Regions from separate parts of the Mus musculus genome. Here all the other regions are linked to region 2. Evidence: chromatin contacts called from public HiCAR-type and HiChIP or PLAC-seq data. All regions are on one chromosome and are shown on one strand. Each heading gives the region's core, a stretch centred on a gene start, on an enhancer-like site or on the middle of the called end of the contact. The rest is flanking DNA. Distances are from core to core; before and after follow the strand shown. Region 1 holds the start of 2210011K15Rik (a long non-coding RNA gene). Region 2 holds the start of Epb41l5 (erythrocyte membrane protein band 4.1 like 5). Region 3 holds the start of 2900060B14Rik (RIKEN cDNA 2900060B14 gene).

What was found. HiCAR-type assays count read pairs that join an accessible place to other places. HiChIP or PLAC-seq counts read pairs in DNA pulled down with a chosen protein or histone mark.
Region 1: a contact with region 2 is called in an HNF4G HiChIP or PLAC-seq map of pancreatic cancer cells. The contact joins the promoter of 2210011K15Rik here to the promoter of Epb41l5 in region 2. A contact is called at or near these places in 1 of 39 promoter capture datasets (liver) and 1 of 115 datasets of contacts at active chromatin or transcription factors (pancreatic cancer cells).
Region 3: a HiCAR-type map of astrocytes shows a contact between it and region 2, with 3 times the contacts expected there. The contact joins the promoter of 2900060B14Rik here to the promoter of Epb41l5 in region 2. A contact is called at or near these places in 2 of 39 promoter capture datasets (liver and maxillary cranial neural crest), 1 of 115 datasets of contacts at active chromatin or transcription factors (astrocytes) and 1 of 9 other capture datasets (liver).

Annotation. Positions count from the first base shown.
Region 1 is chr1:121,358,197-121,362,203 of GRCm38.p6, reverse strand. 2210011K15Rik (a long non-coding RNA gene) reads left to right here and starts at 2,133. Exons shown (of 3, transcript XR_003947976.1): 1 at 2,133-2,182; 2 at 2,287-2,392.
Region 2 is chr1:119,646,347-119,650,516 of GRCm38.p6, reverse strand. It overlaps Epb41l5 (erythrocyte membrane protein band 4.1 like 5), which reads left to right and starts at 1,517. Exons shown (of 25, transcript NM_145506.4): 1 at 1,517-1,732.
Region 3 is chr1:118,457,542-118,461,480 of GRCm38.p6, reverse strand. 2900060B14Rik (RIKEN cDNA 2900060B14 gene) reads left to right here and starts at 2,216. Exons shown (of 1, transcript NR_027901.1): 1 at 2,216-2,812. Clasp1 (CLIP associating protein 1) reads right to left here. Exons shown (of 43, transcript NM_001359328.1): 3 at 1,602-1,680; 4 at 191-294.

The sequences.
Region 1 (4,007 bases), core at 884-3,383, 1.7 Mb before region 2:
AAAAATTAAAAAAAATTAAGATTAAAATAAAAAAGCCTTGACATGAGATTATGACATAAGGAACCTCCAAAGATGCCACAAAATTTATTTTCTGTTGGCCATTTACTTCTGGGCATGTAGCCTACCTTAAAAGTAGTTTGTTTTCTGAGGGAGACTCCCTTGGGGAAACTAAATTTTTACTTGCAAGTGGTTATCAGTTGGAGGAGATCGATTCTAGGTTAGATATGGGGACATGTGTTTACTTCTATCAGATCTATGGACTCATCTGGTGTAGACCGGTGCAGGCCCTGTGCACGTGAGTTCATAGCCAGATATGGGGTGACTTAGAGGGCTTTGGTTTTTCTTCCTCCTCCTCCTCCTCCTCCTCCTCCTCCTCCTCCTCCTCCTCCTCCTCCTCCTCCTCCTCCTCCTCCTCCTCCTCCTCCTCCTCTTCTTCTTCTTCTTCTTCTTCTTCTTCTTCTTCTTCTTCTTCTTTTGGTTTTTCGAGACAGGGTTTCTCTGCATAGCCCTGGCTGTCCTGGAACTCATTCTGTAGACCAGACTGGCCTCAAACTCAGAAATCTGCCTCCTCTGCCTCCCGAGTGCTGGGATTAAAGGTGTGTCCCACCACGCCCAGCTTTTACTTTGGTTCCTCTAATTCTCCATCCCCTGTGGCTGTTACAGACTTTCTACCACCTCTTCTGAGGGGCTCCCTGAATACTGAGGGGAGGGATTTGATGGAGACATCCCATTTAGGGCTGAGCATTCAAAGGTCTCTTCCTCTCTGCACATTGTCTGGCTGTGACAATGTTCCCATTTGTTATATTTGTTATATTCCTTATATTTGTTATATTGACATTGTTATGTTTGTTCCCATCTGCTGCAGAAGAAAGCTTCTCTGGTGATGACTGAGTGCAATTGTGCTTTTAATCTGAGGCAAATCTGCTGGTGTTCTCAACAGAGCAGCCGTAGGCATGTTCCTGCTGGCGATTTAGATGGGATCTTTTCCCTACTTGTTGTTTTTGGACTTTGTGTTCTATCCCCAAGGGATATTTACACTACATTTGGCATAAAATTCATACTACAGCTTTATGTTTTATAGTATGAAAAAGAAAGCTTTGGAGATTATTATGATGTAGTTATTTCTTTTGAGCATCACATGGTTATAGTCCTCATAGAGACAAGATTGCTATAGGAACTACAGGGGACCTTGCTCTGCTTCCAGTCTAGACAGGGGAATAAGAAAGACAATAAACATGCAGATAGCTAGAGCATAGTCATGTGCTGAGACTAGCAACATTCACTCATGGTTCATAGGTGGAGGAGAGAGGGTTCCTAGACTTTCATCCAAGATCCTACCCACCACCCTCACCTGTCACCTGGTCTGGGAGAAGCAATAGAGTATATAGGAAGTAAAAGGGAGATGGGGAGAGGAACTCCAGAGATGCTATTGCCATGCGTCATCCCTCCTGCTCCTGTCAGCAGCCTCTGACTCACGGATTCACCAGGAGTGAGCTCATTGGCTCATCAGGCTGGGCTGATACGAAATTGTGTCTGTGGTCTGTTATTCCCCTGCCAGGGGTGAATGTCCCTCACGGAGATTCTTAGCATTAAGAACATCACTAAGAGTACAGACAGCTTTGCACACAAGTCAATAGTGTGTGCGTATGACTGTGTGTGTGTGTGAGTGTGTGAGTGTGTGCATGTGTGTGTGTGTGAGTGTGTGTGAGAGTGAGTGTGTGTGTGTGTGTATGAGTGTGTGTGTGTGCATGTGTGTGAGTCTGAGTCTTAAGGTGGAAGTTTATAAGCCAAGCCTTCCTGATGGTTTTCTCTGCCTGGGTCTTGCATGTGGATGGATACACACTCCCTCAGCTTCATTCTCTGGCTATTTACTGCCTCTACCTCCATTATGGACTCTCCCAATGGGACTGTAAGCCAAAATACGCACTTTTTTACTCCTATAAAGTTACTCTGATCATGGAATTTTATTGCAGTGACAAAAAAAAAAAAAAAAAAAAAGACTGCAGAGCCCTTTCCTGCTATGGCGCCATGCCTTGCCCTGTTGCACTTACTAGACCAGCTTGCTTATATGGTTTCCGAGATAAAGAAAGTTCACCCCAGCTGGTTTTGCAGAACTCCCAACACTCCTGTATCATGGAGGCCGAACCATGACAATGCCTGGCAGAGTCCAAAGACGATGAGTGTTGGTAGCTTCCTCGCATCTGATTTCTAAGTCTGTAAATTCACATCTGAGATAAAAGAAATGCAAGGGCCTAACTCCCGAGCTCTGGGTTTGCTTTCCTCTAGGGTGTGGCTCCAATGCCAGAAGCTGAAGGGCTGAGGAGACTGCTCATCCAGTAGAGGTGCTGGCTGCCGGGCCGGTGGACCGAGCTTGATCCTTGGGACCTAGATGGTAAGTGAGAGCACTGACTCTGACATAATGTCGTTGGACGGTCACACACAGTATGGAACCTCTGCATTCCCCTACAATGAAATCAGTAAATGTTAACTGTTCTTCAGACGTAAGAAGACGAGCCTTAGACGTGATATTTTCATCAGCACGATCTAACGCGAACGATTGAAGGCTGAGACTTGTGCTGGTCATTCTGCTCGCCTCTGCAGCCACACCCAACCAGAAGCAACTCCGAGGAGCAGTGGCAGCAGAAGGGGTGGCAGGGGCAGCAGGGGCAGCAGGGGCAGGAGGGGAAGATGGAGGGGCAGCAAGGGCGGGAGGGGCAGGAGTAGCAGGAGTGGCAGCAGGGGCAGGAGGGGCAGCAAGGGCAGGAGGATCAGGAGGTGCAGGAGGGGCAGGAGGGGCATCAGGGGCTGGAGGGGCAGCAAGGGCAGGAGGGGCAGAAGGGGCAGCAGGGGTGGGAGGGGCATCAGGGGCATCAGGGGCAACAGGGGCAGCAGGAGGGGCAACAAGGGCGGGAGGGGCAGCAGGGGCAGGAGGGGCAGGAGGGGCAGGAGGGGCAGCAGGTGCGGGAGGGACGGGAGGGACAGCAAGGGCAGCAAGGGCGGGAGGGGCAGGAGGGGCAGCAGGGGCAGCAGTTGCGGGAGGGGCAGCAGGGGCAGGAGGGGCAGGAGGGGCAGCAAGGGCAGCAAGGGCGGGAGGGGCAGGAGGGGCAGCAGGGGCAGGAGGGACAGGAGGGGCAGCTGGGGCAGGAGGGACAGGAGGGGCAGCAGGGGCAGGAGGGACAGGAGGGGCAGCTGGGGCAGCAGGGGCAGGAGGGGCAGCAAGGGCAGCAAGGGCGGGAGGGGCAGGAGGGGCAGGAGGGACAGCAGGGGCGGGAGGGGCAGCAGGGGGGCAGCAGGGGCAGGAGGGGCAACAAGGGCGGGAGGGGCAGCAGGGGCAGGAGGGGCAGGAGGGGCAGGAGGGGCAGCAGGTGCGGGAGGGACGGGAGGGACAGCAAGGGCAGCAAGGGCGGGAGGGGCAGGAGGGGCAGCAGGGGCAGCAGTTGCGGGAGGGGCAGCAGGGGCAGGAGGGGCAGGAGGGGCAGCAAGGGCAGCAAGGGCGGGAGGGGCAGGAGGGGCAGCAGGGGCAGGAGGGACAGGAGGGGCAGCTGGGGCAGCAGGGGCAGGAGGGGCAGCAAGGGCAGCAAAGGCGGGAGGGGCAGGAGGGGAAGGAGGGACAGCAGGGGCGGAAGGGGCAGCAGGAGGGGCAGCAGGAGGGGCAGCAGGGGCGGGAGGGAAAGCAAGGGCGGGAGGGGCAGGAGGGGAAGCAGGGGCAGGAGGGGCAGCAGGGGCAGGAGGTGCAACAGGGGCAGGAGGGACAGCAAGGGCGGGAGGGGCAGGAGGGGCAGCAGGGGCGGGAGGGGCAGGAGGGGCAGGATGGGCAGGATGGGCAAGAGTGTCAGCAAGGGCAGGAGGGACAGAAGGAGGGGCAGCAGGGGCAGCAGGAGGAGCTGGCCACACTGCATCTTTACTGGGTTTCTAGGAAGTGGTCCTTGGCTATAAAACCTTCAAGCCTGTGCTGGAGAGATTGCTTCATTGATACAGAACTTTTCTAGTAAGTATGAAGACCTGAA
Region 2 (4,170 bases), core at 268-2,767:
TACACGCTAATTTTCAGGCAAGATCCCATAAAACCCTTGTTCCAGACCTTCTGCTCTTCTTGCTCTTAGTGTCACTAGGGCCCTTGCGTAGCTCCACACAGTCCTTTGCCCTTGCTCTTTATGTCCTTCCCGGATGTCTACTGGGCTCTTTCCTCACCTACTTTAAGTCTGAAGTCATTGTCACTGCCCTAAGAGCCTTCCTCCCTGCTTATATTGCAACCCTTCATTCCCAGACCCCACACCCACTGCTATTTTCTAGGTGTTTACTAACCGCCAGTCAGACATGTTTTGAACCAAGGACTTTATGCACTCTACCAACTGAGCTATACCCTACAGCATTTTCTTTTTCCTTCTGAGATGGTGTTAGGTAGACTGGCCTCCAATTCCTGGGCTTAAGTGATCTTTCTGCCTCAAAGGCTATAGGCACAAGGAGGACAGGTACACTCTCCCATACAGGCTAAACCATGAAATAACTTGTTTAATTATGACAGAACCTCTCAATGTGGCCAGTGCTGGCCCTGAACTCACTACTCAGCCCCCAAGGGGCTTTTACTGCTGGGATTGCCTTGAGGGACTCCTGTCTTTCTTCTTTATCTGCCTTATCTCCAGGGTCTACAGAGCTGTAGGCATTTTGATAAACTATCTGAAGAATGAATGAATGGAATGTCGCCCTGCCACTTAGGGCCTCCATTCTGTGACCACAGTGCCTGGAGCATCAGTCTGTTATTTCCCTTTCCCAGCAGCGTTCTCTCCAGGGCTCTCATCACCACTTGACACATAGTTGTTCTCTTTCTCCATTACAGACTAAAGGTTGCTTTAATCTCTAGGATTTGGGGGGAGGGAGCAAGGAAACATTTAAATAAATGCTGGATCAATTAATAAACAACTGTGTAAGAGAAAACATACTAGACTACATTAAAAATAGGAAAATACTCATTTTTGCTGTGCCAGGGATTGGATCCTGGGCCTGGTATGTGCTAGTCTAACACCCTACCACTGAACTGTATCTTAAACCCAACGTTTCATTTTCAAATCATATTACCAGGAAGGTGAAAAATTCAAAACATAAACCAAGCGCCATGGAGATGCTCAGTGTGGGTAAAAGTGCTTCATTCCAAATGTGAAGGCCAGAGTCTGGTCCCCTGTGCCCACATGATACTCCTGCAAGTTGTTCTCAGACAGGGACTGTGGCATATCTTTCCCTGACCCATACATATACGCACAGAAAAAAATAATCTTTTTTAAAAGACAGGATTTCACTAGGTAGTCCTGGCTGACCTGTAACTAAGTAGCTGTGGCTGGACTCGAACTCACAGAAATCCACCTGCCTCTGCCTCTGCCTCTGCCTCTGCCTCTGCCTCTGCCTCTGCCTCTGGAGTATTGGGATTAAAGGTGAACTGCCTTTCTGTATTTCTATAGTCCCATCTGGTGTTGCCAGCTTAAATTCAGGTCTCAGGAGGCCGATTTCCGGGGCGGTGCCATTGCCCCTTTAAGAGCGGAGCGTCCCGCCCTTCGGGGGGCGGACCTTGGATGGGGCTTTAAGGGGCGTGCCCTCGGGCGGCCGGGGTCCTCCGGGGATTAGCGCAGGGTGGGCTCGCGCCTTGCGCCGCCATTTCTCGGTGTCTCTGGAGACCCGTCCTCTCCTCTAGCCGGCTGGGCATCTCTCTCCGAGGGTCGCGCGTCCCAGTCGCAGTGGTCTCCGTCGCTTCACGGTGTTCACCCCCGAGTACAGGTAAGAGTTTGGCCTCGGGTGTCCAGTTGGCCCTGCTCACTGAGCCGAGGCTCTCGACCGTGCCGGGTGGGCGGCCCGGCTCCCCGGGCGACGCCGCGGGCTGGGAGGGGAGTGGCGGCGACGGCCAATGGGGCTGGGCGCTGAGTTTCGGGCGATACCGCGCGGTGGCCGCTGAGGGCCGGGCGCGTCGCCGGGGTCTCGCGCGTTGTTGGGGGGAAACTCTGGTCACCCCTGACCTCCCCGTAGCTGTGGGATTAGGGGAAGGTCGCCTCGAGTGTCACTTCGCCGGGATTGTGGGCAGACATCGGTGAGACAGGACGTGCCAGCTAGCTCCCGGTCGAGTGAAACTTGGGAAGCGTACGAGGCAGGTGCGTTCCCGGGAACCGCCAAGGCCGAGGGCGCTCCCCGCCCCCACGCGTGGCGCGCGTCCGGTAATGATGGGTTCTCCTGTGGGTAGAAGATAATTGTGTCCATCTCTGGTTACTGTAGTCTCCCGGGTTCTGCTTTAAGAGCGAGAAGGCTCCAGGCTCCGAAGTTGTTTAGCAATAGTTCAAAATTACTAGTAATGGTTTTTTTTTTTTCCCTTAAGAATTGGAGATAAGCCCACCAAGAAATTATGAATGTAATTCACAACTCCGCTCACCCCAGATGCACTGAGCTGAGGCACTGAGCACTGCTAACTGCAGTGGGTAACTTGTATGTGTCTAAATGAACACTTTGGGATCATTATTTTCTTTTTCTTCCCAACCCCCACTTCGTTCTTCTTCTAATTCTTTTTCTCTCTTTCTTCCTTTCCTTTCCTTCTTTTCTTTTCTTTTCTTTTCTTTCGATACTGGGAACCAAACCCGGGTTCTGGAACGCTAGGCTGAACTAAATCTAAATGCTCACACCTGTTTTTTTCTTTTCTTGTTGTTGTTGTTCTTGTTAGGATAACTTGTTTGGGCAGCGATGTGCGCAATGTTCCTGTGTTTAGTTTCTTAGTTACAGTTTCTTTTGCGGGAGTAACTGGGATGAAAGATACTGATAACTTTAGGACATTTTCTATAGTTTTCAATATTACTGTTTTTTTTTTTTTTTAAAAAATCACTAGCTTGGCTGTAGATACCCTATGGTGTAAAGCATGGATACCCAGGGTTCAATCCCCAGCACTGCAACAGGAAGAGCCAAAAGGGAGGCGCAGTTGACACTTGCAATTGGCAAGTCAGTATGTATGAACTTGGAGTGGTGGAAAAGTGGCTCTTGGCTAAATAGGAAATGTATCACTTCAGTTTGCATTTCTGTGATTGAAAAGAAAACTTACTCGTTGAAAACTCAGAAATTAAAGTTATTAGAAGACTTGTAACTCCAAACCCCATATTTCCAGTTGCTTTTAGAGACCCTGTCTCCCCATGCAGCCCAAGCTAGCTTGGAATTTGAGATAGATAGATAGATAGATAGACCCTGTCTCCCCATGCAGCCCAAGCTAGCTTGGAACTTGAGATAAATATATATACATATATATATATATAGAGAGAGGGGGGGGAGAGAGAGAGGAGAGAGAGAGGGAGAGAGAGAGAGAATATGAGAGAGAGAGAGCACGCTCTCTCTCTCTCCCTCTCCTAGATTAGCTTGGAACCAATTCTGCTTCTGCCTTCCAGGGGCTGGAGCTGTTTTGTGAGTCTCTTTTATTATCGTCTTTTAGAATTTGTGCATAGATATCTATATACATATAGATACCTAGATCTCTCTATATAGATATCTAGATATCGATCTCTATATATATTCCATTTTCTAATGTATCATTTTGCTCTATCACATTAGTTTTCTTATTGATCGTCTAATATGTAATATGTATCATAGCAACTTTGCCATGATAGCTGTTTGGTCAGTAAACAAGTCAGACTTGGTTCCTGTCTGTGGGAGTGGAAGGGATGATAGTCAGTAAAAAGGAAGAAAGAAGTCAATTAAATATTTAATTACAGTTTCTTTTCATGTTATAAAGAAAAGTCTGCCTGCTAACAGGGCCATCTAATCCGGCCACAGAATCTGAGAGTACTTTTCTGAGGAAATAAAATTTCATGTGTAAATATAGCGCTCTCTTAGAAAAAAGAATGGGAGATGGAGTGCACAGAGATTTTCTTAGGAAGATCGACCATTGATAAGAAAGTTCTGGAATTAGACATTTGAGCTGAGCAAAGCACTGGAGCTGAGAGCAGAGGGCTAGCAGGCCCAGGAGGAGGAGGAGCCAGGGCTGTTAAAGATTTAAAAGGGAATTAGCTTTGTGGAGGCTGATAATCCACCAGTCCACCAGCTGCAGCACTGCCCAGGATTGGGGGCAGGTGGGATGGGGGAACAAAATATGGGGACACCTTTTCATTGTGTAACCCTCAAGTTTTACTTTTTATATTTAAGAACTTAAGCAATACATGCTCTTATGACCTCTGGATTAACTCTACAGA
Region 3 (3,939 bases), core at 967-3,466, 1.2 Mb after region 2:
TTCAATGATGAACAGTGCTGTGGAAGCATAAACTACTGAACAAAGCCTTTCCTCCCCAACTAGCCTTCTGCTCGGTGTTTGTTGAAGCAATAGAGACTAAAACAACCTCTAACCCATTAGCTTAAGAGAAACTAAGCCCAGAGAGTCGCACACACGGTTTGTGAAGACAGTCCCACTTCGCTTGGCCTACCTGGGGATTAGCAGCTTGATCCATGATCTTTAGCAGCAGGGTTTGGTCTTGCTCCCTCACGGAGTCTTTAGCATCTCCCAGTCTGTCTATTAGACTTGGCAACACTGGAAACCAAAATGGAAATGGAGTAAATGAGAATACATCTTGAGATCTGAGGTCACCCGCCGCTCATCTGCAGTTTGCTGGCCTAAGGTAGCTATTCCAAAGCTAGGGATGGGTGAGGACTGTGTCTATAATCTCTGCACTCGGGTCGTGGAGGAAGGAGAATCAGGAGTTCAAGGTCATCCTTTGCAGGCAATGTTGAAGACCAGCCAGTGGCACCCAGTGTGGGAGGGAGAGAGGGACCTTACGGTAGGAGGGCTCCCACAGCCCCAAAGTCCCCTGCAGCTGGGAGAGTGAGCCATTCTCATCAGGGGGTATGCATAAGGACTCACCTTATAAACATCCCTCAGCTACGCTTCTGCATGCAACCCTAGTGAGACTCGGTAGGTCATGGGAGGGGAAAGACAGGAATGTAGAAGGAGCTAAGTGGAGAAAGAAGGTATCAAGCAGGAGTGAGAGGGAAATAGAGGCAACTGTAAGAGTGGAGGTGTGGTTGAAATACACTGTAGGGAATGCCATGCTTGAAATGACATATGCAATGGAAACATTAAGCAACAGACCAGCATGCTTCAGTGGCATTGGGTACATTTTACTTATAGCATACAAAAGACACACAGCACACCCACACACTGAAGCATGGGCCAGCCCACCCATGTCTATTCCAACCCCGTTAGGCCTCTGGTGAGAATCCATGAGTCCTGAGCTAATGTAGGGGGGAAATGGAAAATGGTTCAAACATCAGATTCCTAACAGTAAGTTTCAGGATCCCACCATCCTTCTCAGTGAGCGCACTGACTGCAAAGCTACAGAAAAAGAAAAGGACAGACAGACACTGGTAATGAACACTAGTGGAGAATTCCAGCTGACACTGTGGCTCAGTGGTTATTGCTTGCTGGCATACAGAGGACATAGATTCTATTCACCCACTGCGCACACAAAAGGGAATCAAGAAAAGAGAATAGAGAAATTTGCTACTGAAACAGTTGTATAAACAGAATTGCTTAGTGTTTACATCGCCACCATGAAACACACTGATTTAGAGACATCTAAACGGTGGAAAAATCCAACTGGCTCCTTTTTTGTAGGACTTTTCAAAGAAAACTGAGTCTCCGAGGAGGTTGAGAGGACAATGCGTACTGGCTGGCATCAAGCTGATGTCTAAACTGGCATAAAAATCCTCAATTGGCAATATTATAATAATTCGGGTTTAGAGGGGAAGGTACCAGTTTAGGGGCGGTGAGGCCACGATGTGGGGTGAGTCCAGGGTGGGACGGAAGGATGAGAGCCTGCTATGCTAGCTAAGGCTCACCTGTGCCGATTTGCGCCTTGAACCGGTCCTGCAGCCTAGTCACCAGTGCCGACAGGATGTCCATGCCCAAGAGAACCACCTGCAACGCAAAGAAGCACAGCGTCAGCGGTGCAGTGGGATGGCGCTGACATAGCTGGTCCCCGCGGGCGCCCAGCGACTGGGAAGACTGAGCTGGCTGGTCAGGAAAGGGTACTCGGCACGGAAAAACCCGCTACCGTTTGGAAGAAAAACTCGCCGAAGCGGAACTCCACTGAAGCAGCACGACCTAGAGGAGCCTACTGCGGCCCCGCCCTCTCCTTGAGTTGCGTATGCAAATTTACCAGGTCGCACCCTCCCCCCAAATTGCTAACTCTAAGCCTCCCTCCGGCCCCGCCCAGAAAGGCGTGTATGCAAATTTTCAGACTTGTGACGCGCGGCCTTCTGGGTAAAGACAAGCAGGCTTCAGAAAGCCCCTTGGGAGTTTCAGAAAAACAGAAAGGGTATTCGACGTGGGAAGCAGCAGTCGAAGAAAATACTGTACACCGGGCAGGTTGGGGTAGGCCTCCTGCGGTGGTCACCGCAACCAAACCCGGACTTAGAGCTTTCTGGCTGCCGGGCGCGCGTGGTTGCAAGCAACCATCCTTTTCTTGGGGTTGCGCTACTGTCCAATGAACGCGTAGTGAGGGCAGTACTGCTAACGCCTGACAACACACCTGCATCGGTTAGAGCTCTGCTTTACCTTGGTGCAATTTTTGGAAAAAACCACAAAACCTCTCTTCCTTACCTAAACATTTAAAGATTAAAGTAGCCGCGTGTGTACTGTTGCCCTCCTCGCAGTTCCTTTATTGTATGCTAGAGGGCAGCCGGACAGTAATTACTGGAGACCAGCTTTCTCACCGCTGCCCTAAGACTGTGATACACTAAGAAGCGCTCCCTTTGGAAAATGTTGTAATACAGATAAAGGGTTCCGTATTTGGGTTTTCATCCAGCTTACAAGTAAATCTATATACTAATTCAAACACCAAGCCAGCACTGGGAGGAATTAGATACTTGAAAGTGTATAATTCTTTTGAGGCGCAGAGTCTATGTAGCCCTTAGCATGTAGCCCCTGCTGGCCTCAAACTTGTAGCTCCCGACTGCTAAAATTAAAGGCATGTACCACTTCCCGGGGCCCTTTTTTCTCCCAACTTTTAAAATAGTTCTATTTATGAGCATTTTCTTTAAAACAAAGCAAAAAAAAAAAAAAAAAAAAAACCAAAAAAACAAAAACAAACAAAGGTCTTACTTTTGAGCCACAGGATTTAAGTTTCCTTAGTTTGGCTTCCTTCCAAAGAGCACAGTAGGAATGGGAGGTAATTTTACAGTACAGAAACCTGACAAACTATTACCTCAGCCAGGTGACCAAGGTCAGCTTAAACAATGCTAAGTCATGCTGGTGATGTAAGCTTGGTATAATATAATGCACACTTCACCTCTGTCACAGTCTCTTTAAAGCCCACAAGCTGTGAGTAATCTCAAGGAAAATATGAGGGAAACTCAAACACCTGCCCAGTGCGTCGCTGTCAGGGCCAAAACCAAGGATACCGAGAAACTGCCACAGTGAAGACAAATTTTTTATAGTTTCTTAATTTGCCTGGGAAAAGGAAAATGACTTTTTCCAGATATTGTTTTGTTTTGTTTTGAAAGAACCAAATAATAAACAAACCAACTTAAGAGCCAAAGAATGGGCTCCATTGAAAGTTCAGTGTACATAGAGCAAGAGAAATTAAACAGGAAAGCTCCAAGTGCAGCCCAAGGAAGCAAAGGGTTAGAGACCCCCAAAGCGCAGGTGCACAGCAGAGACAGATGCTCTGACAGACAGAGCAGTGGTAAAAAGCAACAGCTGACAATCACTATAGGCTACTACAAAGGAAAAGGGAGGGAGGGAGGGAGGGAGAGAGCAAGGGAGGCAGGGAGTGACAGCACAAAGAAATAGGAACTGCACACTGCTGTTGGAGATGCAAAATGAAAATCAGTGTGCAAAATGTCTTCAGAAAATTAAATAGAACTGAACTGTATGATCCAGCAATTCTGCTCTGGATGTGAACACACGGAGGTAAAGCAGGCTCAAGGGCTCTGCGTGCTCATGTCCGTGGCAGCAATTCTACAGTAAGTATGGAAACGCTCGCTCAACACATGGTCTTATCGCTCCAGTCCTCTAGCCTTCCTATCTACAACTGTGCTTTCACAGTTTTAGCTATCACAGCAAACAACAGTCCCAAAGTAACACATGAAAATTCCTGAAGTAAACAACTTATTGAATTTAAATTGTGTGCTATTCTGAAAGCACAGTACACGATCACACTCTACTGCTCAGTCC